Regions from separate parts of the Sus scrofa genome. Here region 2 is linked to region 1. The links are chromatin contacts, called in public HiChIP or PLAC-seq maps. All regions are on one chromosome and are shown on one strand. Each heading gives the region's core, a stretch centred on a gene start, on an enhancer-like site or on the middle of the called end of the contact. The rest is flanking DNA. Distances are from core to core; before and after follow the strand shown.

Region 1 (6,545 bases), core at 1,212-3,711:
GCAGAGGCTCCCTCCGTGTCCGTGCTCACTCGGGGCCCGCGGGGGGGGGCCTCTCAGTTTCAACTACACCTGATTTCATCTTTCTGAGAAAGCAGATCTCAGGGTGTTTTTACCAAAACCACCACCATGGGTGCAGATGCCACAATGCTGTAAACCAGGACGCTCAGCCCAGGCTCACGGGGGTGGGGCTGGAGTGGGGGGGCGGCGGCTAGTTCTTCTTGTACAAGCTTGGTTTCCACCTGGAGTTACTAGCAGTGAGAGCTTCCTAGATGGCGACGTGAAAGCAGACAAAGCGGGAAATTGCTGCAACATCAGAACAGACTTTTCCCAGTCAGCATCCACCCCTCTCATTTTCGGATCATCCAGTTGGAGTGCCTTTTTTTCTTTTTTCTTTTTTGGTCTCTTTAGGGCCACACCTGCAGCACATGGAAGTTTCCAGGCTAGGGGTTGAATCGGAGCTACAGCTGCCGGCCTACACCACAGCCATAGCAATGGTGGATCCCCGACCCACTGAGCAAGGCCAGGGATCAAACCCACATCATCACAGATACTAGTCAGATTTGTTTCCACTGCGCCACAATGGGAACTCCTAAAAAAAGCAATTTTATCCATAAGAGTACAAGCCTAATTTAGTTTCCTTTTAACCAAATTTTTTAGCCCCCCCCCCCATTTTTTGTGAGACTGTCCACTGAATGGCAGTGAAATTGAGCAGGTGGAGGGTAAGGGCGCTGCTTAGGCAAACCCCGTGCTAAGGAAATCCCTGGAAAGCCGAAGCCCTGCTCCCAGCAAGAACTTTCTAAACGTGGCCAAACCCCACTTCCCCACCAACCACTGACGTCCGCGACTCACGATGATGCCCGAGGGAGGCTGGCTGCCCTTCCGGGCACTGAGAGGAGGACTTGGGGATAGTCGGGCTCTTTGTACAAGTTCAAAAACGATGGGCATGGGTGTCTTACCTCCTTTCCTGGGGATCAGGTCGCAAGGGGACAGTGTGCATCGCAGGCTGGGGAAGGACAAGGTTACATGGATGAAAACCGCTTGCGCAGCTTTGAAGGCTCCCCTGACAGGGGGCTGCACAATACAGCTGCTGCTTTCTCCAGGTGAACTCGGTAGTCCTGGGTCCGTCCGCAGCCAAGCCTCCTGCAGAACAGAACGCGTGGCTATGGCCATGGCTGCGTGGCCCCGGGCTGGGCAGCCCGGCTGGGCCCTAGTGGCTGGCGGGGCTGGAGAGGTGAGGCGGGCGCGGTCCTGGAGCCGGGAGCTTCCCGCAAAAGTCACCGTCTGGAGCGAGCTCCAGCTCTGGAAGCAGTGGGAGTGAGGGGAGGGCTGGGCTTGCTTGTGGGTGTCAGGATTTGAAGGAAAGTCCGGATGGCCCAGCTGGGCGTGTCAGCACCTTGGCCCTGCAGACACTGGAAAGCCTCGGGCGCTCAGCCTGGAGGCACGTCCTTAACTGGGGAACTAGAACATCTTCCCTAAAGACAGAGGGAAAGCCGAAGTGAGGCTGCGAATTATTAGCTAGTCGTGTTTTTTTACATCTTTTTCTATTTTGTATTTTGACCAGTTTGTGAATCACATTCAATAAAACTGATTTATGCTGTTACTTGGAGCCCGCTGGTGTTAGAGGAAAACAAAATAGAAGGAATGGCCCTGTGGACAGGGTGACAGTGAGGGCCACCTGGCCCCACTCTCAGTTCGTCCCAGGGAAGGTGGCCTGGAGCTCAGGGAGTCTGCTGGGGAGGTAGTGACGCCTGGTGGAGTCCCATGCAGGTCCTGGGGAACGAGGTTGTCCTGCTTTGGGACAAGGATGTAGGGTTTATCTGCTCACCCATCACCCAGGTCAGACCCCCACACCACCTGGCTTCAGAGGCCAGCCGCAGTGATGGGTCCATGGCTGTGCCTGGCAGCCAGCCTGCTGCTTTGGTGTATCTAGATTATAAAAAATGTTTAAGGAATTCCTGTTGTGGCGCAGCAGAAACGAATCCAAATAGGAATGATGAGGTTAGGGGTTCGATCCCTGGCCCTGCTCAGTGGGTTAAAGATCCGGCGTTGCCATGAGCTGTGGGGTAGGTCACAGACGCGGTTCAGATCTGGTGTTGCTGTGGCTGTGGTATAGGCCAGCAGCTGCAGCTCTGATTTGACCCCTCACCTGGGAACCTCCATATGCCACAGGTGCTTCTCTAAAAAGAAAAAAGGCAAAAAAAAAAAGTTTGAAAAGATCATCCCTTTGGAAGCGTCCGAAAGAGATGGCGGGGAGGTTTCGAGGCTCCCTCACTCTCTCCTCTCGCTCTGTGAGCTCTGACTCAACAGAATTAGGCCCTGAGTGCTGAGTTTGCTCCCAGGCCCAGTAAACACTTTGGCAGCAAACACACCTGCCTTCCACCTTTGCCTGAACCCTGCACCGCGGGGTAAAAGGTTCTCCCCCAATGGTTGGCTTCCAGGGGTGTCCTGCTTAGATAGCAATTTGATTTTAGACCAGCCCATCGCGGAGAAACTCGCGGGACGCTCGGAGCCTGGGCCCTGTGGCCAGAGCGCTCTGGTCAAAGCGATGAGGCTGGTGGCCCCGTCATGCCGTCTGTGGATGATGTCCTGGAGCAGGTCGGGGAGTTTGGCTGGTTCCAGAAGCAAGCCTTCCTGAACCTGTGCCTGACCTCGGTTGCATTCGCCCCCATCTACGTGGGCATCGTCTTCCTGGGCTTCACCCCGGACCACCGCTGCCGGAGCCCCGGGGTAGCCGAGTTGAGCCAGCGATGCGGCTGGAGCCTGGCCGAGGAGCTGAACTACACGGTGCCGGGCCTGGGGCCAGCGGGCCAGGCCTTCCCCCGCCAGTGCCGCCGCTACGAGGTGGACTGGAACCAGAGCACCCTGGGCTGCGAGGACCCTCTGGCCGGCCTGGCCGCCAACAGCAGCCACCTGCCGCTGGGCCCCTGTCAGTATGGCTGGGTGTATGACACGCCCGGCTCCTCCATTGTCACCGAGGTGAGCGAGTCCTGCACTGGGGGGGCGTGTGGGTTTCAGGAGCAGGGGGGGACATATGTGACAAACCCTACAAGGTTCAGTTTCAATCAGGAGGTGGAGAGAGGGCTTGTGTCCTCTGAGCCTCAGCAGGTGGCAGCCACTGTCCCAGGTGCTCAGAATCCTTCCCTTGCTTAATCCCCACAGACTCTGGGTGTTAGAAGACGAAACCGAGGGTCAGGGAGGCCATCGAGAGCCAGGCTGAGCTGGATGGTTAGGACCCGGTCTCTGGGGACGTGGGTTCCTCTTCTTTCTGCACCCCTGGTTTCTCCAAGGGCCTGCCGAATTCGCCTCGGGTCCAGCTCCCCCACCATTAGAACCTAGAGGCCCCCTCCGTTAGAGTCATGGATGTGTGACACCCAAGCACTGGCCTCTGAGGTGGCGCGGAAGCTGTCCTGGAGTCACCCTGAATCCCGGCCATGCCCAGACCGGCTGAGTGTCAGTGAGGTGGTGACTCAGCCTCTCTGAGCCTTATTTCCTCATCCGTCAACCAGTGATGATATGACCTGGTGATCACAGGGGCTGGCCGAGCACCGTGAGGGTGTGGGGCAGACAAGCCGAGCTGCACTGGGTGTCCTCTGGACGTCCCACCGGAGAAGGTGATGGCGCAAAGGGCTTTGCCCGGACAGCTTACTGGGTTACCTGAGCTTTGGCTTTGAGAACATTTTAGAAAAAGCCATCAGATTATTTTTCCTTCGTGGACACTTTTGAAAGTGTTGCACTGTGATGAGCATGGGTGCTTGCAAACTGGCTTCAAAGTCAGTTGCTGAAGCCACAGGCCCAAACTCCTGAGAGTCTCTCTGTTAGCAAAGCTTGGTTTTGGTGGGGGCACTGCTCACCTGAAACCAGGTAACTTAGCGGTCTCAGAGTTGACACATCCGGGCTGTGGCTGGAGGAAAGCGCCCTGTCCCCTCCTCCAGCGTCACCAGCTCACTGTCTGGGGTGAAGGGGGGGCAGGATATGGAGGCGCCACCCCCCCATCCCCCAAGGGAGGAGCAGGTGCAGGTGCAACTTCTTTATACACATCACACAAACATCTGGTCTCCAAGGCGTCCTCCAACAGTAGATGGCCAATGGGAGCCTGGCGCCCCCGGGGTACCAGGCCGACCACTATTCTCGCTGGGAATCTGGAGGAAATATTGTTCTCTGTGAACATTCATTCATCCGTTCACCCTCCATCTCCCCATTCAGGAAATGCGCACTGGTTCCCTCTGTTCTGGCACTGGCGTGATGCCAGGAGGGAGGCAGGAAAAACCTATGCGGTTCAAGGAGTGTGCGGTCTCCAGGGAGTGAGGGAGGGATGGGGTGGTGAGAAAGAGACCAGCATCCCAGACCTCGTGCGAGACATGGAGAGAGGCAGAGGGGCTGAGGGCTCTAAGGAGGGGATCTTACCTGCTGAGCTGATCCTTGGGGAGGGGGGTGGGGGGTGGGGGGAGGGGTCTTCCAGAAGGAGGTGGCAGTTGAATGGAGCCTTGGGTGGTATTTTGAGCAGGAAAGGGGGTGGGTCGGGGAGCAGAGCCAAGGCTTGGCGGGACGGGAGGAGAGCAATGAGTTATTAAAGTGATTTGGATTCGGGGTCCAGTACAGGGGTCGTGGGGGGCGCATGGAGACCTTACATCAGGTCACCAGATAAAATCAGGACGCCAGGAAACCTGATTTTCAGATACACAAGGAACACTTTTTTAGGCTAATTCGTCCCAGGTGCTGCCCCACATTAGCTGTGATAACAGAGGCTGGGAATACTAATATTGCAGGGGACATACTTATGCTAAAAAAGTGGGGTTTTTTATCTGAAATTCCAATTCAACCAGGCACCCTGTTTTGTTTTGTTTTCTCTAAATCTGGCAACACTACCTTCGTGCCAAAGGAGGGAGCTTGGTGTTATTTAGGCAGAGGAGGAAGATGATGCTGGCTGGACCTTGAGAATGGTCTAGAGGCAAAACGGGGCTGGGGTGGGGGCTTCCCCAGGGCTGGGGTGGGGGCTTGGGGGAGGCCAAGCCATGAGCCCGGCCGAGGACTATCAACCCACATGGCTGTCACAGGAGTGAAAGGAAGGACCTGTTTAGGGATATAGGTCTTTGCTGGTTGGGGAGGAGGGGGCCAGTTTGCCAGAAGGTTCTGGCTGCTGGGAGGGGGATGCCGGGAAGCAAGCCTCGGAAAACTGAGGCTGGAACAGAGCGAGTGGCGGTTGGAGCAGGTGGGGGAGCCTGGCTAGTGGGGGCCTGGGCCGGGGGGGTGGCAGCAGAGGAGAGGGGACCGGGCAAGAGGACCCCAAGAGCTTTAGAGCCGATTGGCTGACTGTGGTGACGGGAGGGGCTTCCCGGTGACCCAGGATCCAAGCGTCGGTGAGGACTGAGAGGGGGAAGGGCGGGGGCTGGGGGACAGGGATCATCCGGGGACAGGACCAGAGAAGGGGGGGTTGAGCTGGAGGTCCTGGAAGGCGATTCGATACAGGGGGAGTTGGCTCCTGGGGGGAAGGGGCTCTGCTTTCATTCCCCTTGGGTGGCTCCCGAAAACCTCTGCCTCCTCTCTGCATCCTCAGCCGCAGCTTATTTTGGGGGGACATTCGCCTGAGTTACTCATTTCTGCAGAAATAATCTTTAACTTGGCCTTGGACCTTTGAACTTGCTTAAGGGAGGGCAGTGAGCCAACTGTTTGAATATCCAGCTCCATGTCCTGGGGACACATGTCAGGAGGCACCGGGGGCAGAGGCGTGTGTGGCCCTGAAGTTCGGACCCCCTTCAGGAGGCCGTGTCTGCTCAGTGCAGCTCAGCGCTCCCCCCGCCCCAGCCAGACGGCTCCCCCCCGCCCCCCAGAAGGGCCTCAGACAGAGGGGAGGGGGTGCTTATGCACCGTTTCCCAATACTTTTGATCCCAGGTGTCACTTGGATCCTGGTCCGTGGTCTTTGGGGCAAGACCTGTGGGAACCTCTATTCTAATGAGGGCTCTGGGTGATTCTGGGGAGCTTGGCCAACCACGTCTGTGGCCCTACAGGCTGTGTTGGACCACAAGGCTGGGTCTAGGAGAACCTCTCTGTGCAGCCCCAGGCTTTCCTGGGGGCTGGGTCTGTCTCCCTGTGGCACAGAGGTGCCTGGGGGCCGTGCTGGGTAAGTTTGGGTGCACAGGGGGCTGGCAGCTCTACAAGCCTGGCAGGTGCCTCCAGACAGAGATACTCAGCATAGCTCGGGGCTGGGTTCTCAGGGGAGGCGGAGTTAGCGGCGAAGTCCGGATGCCCCTTCCTCCAGCTCTGCCAGGGCTCTGGCTTCCCCACATCCCCACGGCAGGGGCATCTTCCAGAGACGCCGACTGCAAAGAGTCAGCCAAATGGCCAAAAACTAGTGCCCTGGATGGCCCTAGAGCTAGAGGATCATGCTAAGTGAAGTCAGAGACGGGCAAATACAAGACAGCCCTTAAATGTGGACTCTCAAAAAATGATACAAATGAATTTATTTATAAAATAGGGACAGACTCACTGACATAGAAAACAAACCTACTGGTTACCAAGGGGGATGCGGGGGAGGGATAAATTAGGA
Region 2 (6,545 bases), core at 2,211-4,710, 310 kb before region 1:
CAAAAGAGGGTCATAGTGAAGCCGTTTTTTCCAACTTGCCAAACAAATAGGCAAAATATTTTTTCCTGTGCCTTCCAGACACCGCCGGCCAACGGAACTATTAGGAAAAATGGGAATTCCCTTATTCAGTAATAAATGCTTATGACTCACAAGGTACCAAGAGGCAAAGTGAAGGGCACAGAGCCCCCCTGGCGGCCCCGCCCTTGGGGAGCTGACGTAGCACAAGTTCTCTACTTGTGTTGTGAGAACAGAACACACGTAAGAAACGCCGCTTTCTCAAACAACGAACATCCGGTTTGTTAGCCATTCACAAGGACGGAGGACCAGCGCCATCTGAATACACAGCTAATCTGAGAGTTCTGTTCAAGATGTCAACTTTCAGAGCTTCCCGCAAAGTTCGCCTGGTGGGTTCAGGAGGATCCGGATCCGGCATTGCCATTGCCGTGCTTCAGATCGCTGCCGTGACATGGGTTCAATCCCTGGCCCAGGAACTTCCGCATGCCGCAGCCAAAAATACATAAATAAATAAGAGGTCGAATTTTGCTATGTTTAGAAAATAATCTTCTTACAGATCAGTGTTTCCCTTATTAATTTTTCTTGAGGAATCACCCTAAAAATAACTGTTGGCTTTATGTTGTTTTTTAATAAGTCAACGATAACTAAATATGTCTAATAGGAAAGAAACATGTTTATTGAGAACTAGTTTAATCTCAATCTCTAAAAGTTTATTTAATCATTTTTTAATTTTAATAGAAATTTGGGGGGTTTAATATCTGCTTTTAAGAACACGTTTCTGGAGTTTCTGTTGTGGTTCAGTGGGTTATGAACCCAACTAGTATCCATGAGGATACAAGTTCAGTCCCTGGCCTTGCTCAGTGGGGAAGCATCTGGTGTTGCCATAAGCTGTGGCCATGGTGTAGGCCAGCAGCTGCAGCTCTGATTTGACCCCTAGCCTGGGAACTTCCATATGCCATAGGGGTGGCGCTAAAAAAACAGGCAAAAAAAAAAAAAAAAAAAACTTTCCTGAAGCTCAACAGTTTCTTTGGTTTCATATCAGTTTTTTTTCCCCTCTGTTGAATATGATAAAAGTATTTTTGTTTGAAAAGTCTTTATGACACATGAGGTAAGATTAATAATATTCTTTTCCTTATATTCTTTTTTCCACAATTTTCAAACATGAAAATTTAACTCAATGATTTTTAAATATATTCTAAAGGAAACTCTAGAAATAATAACTTAATGTAAAATAATAAAATAGATAAAATAAATATTACATTAAAATATATACATATAAAGAAAATATAACTACAATAATAATAATAGGCAACACAGTACAATGTAAAACCTTGTAAACATAGTAAAACCTTTTTTTAAGTGGCTTTCATTAAACAAGTGAAGCTTTGATTGCACAAGAAAAGGGCTGAGATTAAGCTGTTTGTAAACTCTTGAAGAGAAAGATTTGGGGCTGTCAGCTGCTGTCACGGAGGAAATACTTTCACAACTGGGATTTACCCATCCCCTCCCTATTACCACATTCTTCCCGCGTTTGTTTTTTTCCTCAATCATAGAGCCTTTTCCCGGACTCAAACCCTTCCTTTCCCCAATTTGAGGTCCCTCTGAGGGTCACAGGAAAATCTTCCAGAACATGGTAACTTCCTCTTCTCTTCGTTTACTTAACTACGTCATGCACAGGCTGAAATACTGCATTTTTCCACTAGATGCCCCCAGTCAGCAAGATGTCACCGTCCCGAGAAGTGATCTACAAACCAGACTCGCAAACTCACATGCCAAGGGGGATGGGAGTTGGGGAGGGAGGGATTGGGAGTTTGGAGTCAGCAGGTGCAAGCTCTTATACACAGGATGGAGAAACAACACGGTCCTACCGCATAGCACGGGAACTATACTCAATATCCTGTGATAAACCTTAATGAAAAAGAATATGAAAAAGAATATATGTATGTGTATAAGTGAATCACTCCGCTGGAGAGCGGCAATTAATGTAACATTGTAAATCAACGAAACTGCAAGACAATAATTTTTTTAAAGATGTCACTGTCTAAAATTTACTCGACGAATTCCACAGAACTGAAATTCAATAAAGACATATTTAAGAAAAAAATACACTTGTAACTGCGTAGCTTCAGCCATACATACAGCCTGGAAACAGGGCTGTCAATTATTTCCCTCGTGCAAACCACGACTGTTAGCTAAGAAAGTGAAATACTCTTTTGTATAGAAACGTTAAAACCCAGTAGCCCCATACATAACCCCCTGACGCAAAGCACAAAAAAGTCTCCGCATTACTGGTTTTGTCACCTGCGCTCTTTGTCAAAAATACTCCCTATTATATTTTCAGCAAATTGCAAATCATAGCAATTCGACGCGAGCCTGTCTCAGTTGCCCAGGCAACCGATGTTCCCCACGTGAATTCCACCCCCTGAGTCAAAGCACAAACACGTGAAGCGCTTCTACGAACCGAGGGGCATCTCCGTACCGAGACACGCCTCGCGGCCACCCTTCCCCGCGGCCAGCTTCTCAAAGCAGGGCCCCTGGGCACCTACCCTTTTTCAGCGCCTCCTGGTACTTCTCCTCCACGACGTTCAGGTTGTTCACGTAGGCCGCGTGGTGCTTGCTGTGGTGCAGTTGCATGATCTGGGCGTTGATGTGCGGCTCCAGGGCGCCATAGTCGTACGGCAGGTCGGGGAGGGTGTGCTTCTGCCGGGAACCCAGGACCCCCAAAGCCGGCACCAGATTCCTGCTCGAGCTGGAAAGAAAGCAAACAGCCGGATCTGCTCGAGCGGGCAGCTCCCTTTCAGCCGCGTGCCCGTCTCCGCAGACCCGGCTGGAAGGACCCGCGCACCCTGGCCTTCCTATCGTTGGCCCGCTAGCCGTCCAGTCTTGGAAGCATTAAATTAACGCTGAGGTCCAGCGCTTCGGCGGCACCTGGACGTGCTCAGCGGACACCTGCCCTGAGGCCCGGCCGCCCGCAGCGTCTCCGTAACGCCTGGGCCCCCAAAGTGCTCTGGACGCCGCGGGGCCGGCGCGAGCGGGGAGGCAGAAGCGCGGGCGGGCGGCTCGGCGGGCCTTGTCCCGGCTGCTCCCGCTGCCCGGCGCTCACCTGCACGCCGCCCTGCACAACATGGTGATCGCCGCCCGCTGGACCCTCAGAATTCCAGCCGCCGGGCTGCTCGGACCGACCGGCTGAACTCGTGTCCCGAGACGCGCTACAAGGACATAGCCGCCGCCGTGGCTCCGCCCCCTACGCCCGCCTCGGCCCCGCCCCCTGTTTCCGCCGTTTCCAATCCGGGGGCGGGGGGGGGGGAAGCCCCGGGCTCTGCCCGACCGCGCCGCACCCGCGTTCTGGGCTCAGGGGACGCAAGAACTGGGGCACCTGCACTTTTTCCAGCTGCCGCGCGAACGTGGTGCCCCTTCTTGCCGGGCTTCCGAGCGTGTTGCCAAATGGAAGGTCGCAGTCCCCCCCTCATATGAGATGGTATGGCCCTAAGCCTCCCCCTCCTCCGCACGAAGGCGCGGCCCTGCAGGGCCTGCAGGTGGGGGACTCTGCCCGCGGACAAGCAAGGGCGTTGTGCTCCTGCACTAGCGTCCCGGTTTCTTCCCTGTCACCGCGGTGGGGGGGAAGCCTCTGGGTCACGCGACCTGCTCCAGAGGGCAAGGTCCCCCTGGAAGGCCGGCCCTGGCGCTGCTAAGATGTAGGGCCAGTGCCCCTCCAACCACTGCCCAGAGTGACCTTGCTTTCCGAGTAAACTGACCTTGGGACCTCCGCCAGGCCTGATAATAGTATTACTGAGCACCCAGGATGTGGCAGGGACTGAGCTGCATGGTTTACAATTATATTTATTTCACCCTTAGGGTAGGTATCATTGATTCCAGGCAACTGTTAATAAACTCTATGAAGTTAGGCAAGTTGTCCTGGTCACACCGTTAGTAAGTGAAAGAGTCTGGATTAGAATCCAGAATTCATACTGTCTTGATTATTAAGCCTTAGCAGCGAGGTCTTGAGCGTCTTTGGGAGAATATAAAAGTACAACGGAGGAGTCTTTCCTGCGAGGTGTCATATATCTAATGAGCTCCAAGTATTAAGTGCTTTGTCAACAATTAAAAAAACAATCCTGCATTGTGTAAATCCTCCCTGTATAGAAGCTAGGAATAGAAGTTAGGAAGGCTTTACACTGGCCTGAGTTGGGTCTTCGCTGAACAGAATAATATAAAAGGAAACAGATTAAAAAGTGCTGAATAGGATGTCAGTTACTTTCTTCCACCCTCACCCCACCCATGACCCAAGGATGACTAGGCTTTGGCATGACTAGGGGACAGCAAAGGGGAACCACTGAGCAAGGCTTCACAGCAAGAAGGTGGGGTTGGCTGATAGTCAGGTGAAGGTAAGGGTATGTGATCGGAGGAATGAGGCATTTCAGGTTGGGACCAGGTGACAGATGTCCTTAAAACTCGAACATAGGGAGTTCCCATTGTGGCTCAGTGGGTTAAGAACCCAGCATAGTGTCCACGAAGAGGCAGGTTCAATCACTAGCTTCACTCAATGGCTTAAGGATCTGGGGTTGTCATGAGCCATGGCATAGGTTACAGACGCAGCTTGGATCCAATGTTGCTATGGCTGTGGTGTAGGCCGGCAGCTGCAGCTCCCATTCGACCCCTAGCCTGGGAACCTCCGTATACCTCAGGTGCGGCCATAATAAATAAATCTCAAACATGTGCTTAGTAATGGGAAACTGAGGAGCATTTTAGCTGAAATGAGGCACACTGAAAATAGTTTTTCAGGCAAGGGAGTCTGCACCTTAATTAGAGGCACAGGCTAGTTAGAAAGCTGTTGCAAGAATCCTAGCATGAGATACTCAGAGCCGATTTTAGGGTACTAGCTGTAGGAACCAGAAAAACGGGCCACTTAGCAGGATGAAACAATAGAATTCAGTGACAGATCAGTCACTAATAAAAGGGCTAGTTCTAGTAAGAACAAAATATCACTCTAAGGAGACTGAGCCCCATCAGGCTGAATCGATGTTCTTTGAACAAATGATGACACTTTGAGATTGAAATTAACACACACCCCCAGGACATGCCCTTTTGAGCAAGCAGTAAAGATTGGGGTGTCGAAAAGTGACATTTGCAGTCAAGTAAAAGTGACTCTAACATCATATCTGCCTCAGCTACATCCTTCCAGAAGACTACTCCAACTCTGAGAGCAACTGGGATTGAGACCAAGGGTTCGGGGGTGGGGGGAGGGTACAGCAGGTACTGAGAAATTTCTTACACTCCATAAACAGGCCTCTTTTTCTTTTGTAGTTGACCACTGTAAGAAGTACTCCTTCAGTTGGCCCAAGGAGATGGATTATAGTTGACCAGGGTCTGTCCCAGATGCCTCCAGCCAGCTCAGGAGGTCACCTGCCACATCAGGGCACCACTATGAGGAATTTCCCTTCCATAAACTTCCCAAGACTACTTCACAGCCATCTGCAGACCCGCCACAGTCTAGACCAACATATTGGCTGGAGGAAGCAAAACGTGGGTTAAGATGAAATGATTTTGAGCCATTTATTATTTGCATTCACATTCTACTAACAGATCCACCCACGGTGTCTCAAACACAGGAGTGTATTCCCTCGTGCAAAAGAGATCTGGAGCAGGTAGTCTAGGGCTGGGGTGACAGTGCCATGATGTCAACAAGATGCCATCTCTGTCCTCATTTGCCTCATGATCTATAATAGCTTCTAGAGCACCAACCATCTCACCTCCTTTCCATGAAGAAAGAGGGACAAAAGGTGGGTCCCAGCTGTCCCCTGTTTACAGATCCTTTATGGCAGACTCAACAGATTCCACTCAGAATTTAGGTAGAAGATGGAGTTCCCGTTGTGGCTCAGCAGGTTAAGGACACAACATAGTGTCCCTGAGGATAGGGGTTCAATCCCTGGCTTCACTCAGGGGGTTAAGGATCTAGCATTGCTGTGGCTGTGGCATAGGTCGCAGATGCAGCTCTGATTTGACCCCTAGCCTGGGAATTTCCATATGCCTCAGTGAGGTCCTAAAAGAAAAAAGAAATTTCTTTAAAATAAAAAGCATTTAAGTAAAAAGCTGTGCCTAGCTGCAGAGGAGGTTGGGAAATATAGTCATTTAGCTGTGCACATTTCCAGTCTAAAAAAATGTGGAATTCTTTATCTAAAGGGAAAATGAGTAGTGGATTGAAGAATTGCAGTCTCTGCCATATATCCTTCTATGAAACATATTTGCACATGCTTGGTTATCAGCGCTATTAATGGAATGACTTTAAGTACATTCTCTCTTTTTTTTCCTCTCTTCCTTTTCACCCCTTGTATTACAAATCTTATCTAGGCAGGTATTTAAATGAGAATTATTTAGCCAAGACATGGAAACAACCTAAATGTCCATTGACAGATGAATGGATTAAGAAGATGTGGTATAGATACACAGTGGAATACTACTCAGCCATAAAAAAGGATAAAATAATGCCATGTGCAGCAACATGGATGGAACTAGAGACTCTCATACTAGGT

Evidence for each region. HiChIP or PLAC-seq counts read pairs in DNA pulled down with a chosen protein or histone mark.
Region 2: a contact with region 1 is called in an H3K27ac HiChIP or PLAC-seq map of alveolar macrophages. The contact joins the promoter of SOD2 here to the promoter of SLC22A1 in region 1. A contact is called at or near these places in 1 of 47 Hi-C or Micro-C datasets (embryonic fibroblasts) and 1 of 2 datasets of contacts at active chromatin or transcription factors (alveolar macrophages).

What each region holds. Positions count from the first base shown.
Region 1 is chr1:7,361,445-7,367,989 of Sscrofa11.1, reverse strand. It overlaps SLC22A1 (solute carrier family 22 member 1), which reads left to right and starts at 2,461. Exons shown (of 11, transcript NM_001348975.1): 1 at 2,461-2,976. The coding sequence starts at 2,566.
Region 2 is chr1:7,676,267-7,682,811 of Sscrofa11.1, reverse strand. SOD2 (superoxide dismutase 2) reads right to left here and starts at 3,460. Exons shown (of 5, transcript NM_214127.2): 1 at 3,119-3,460; 2 at 2,562-2,764. The coding sequence starts at 3,141.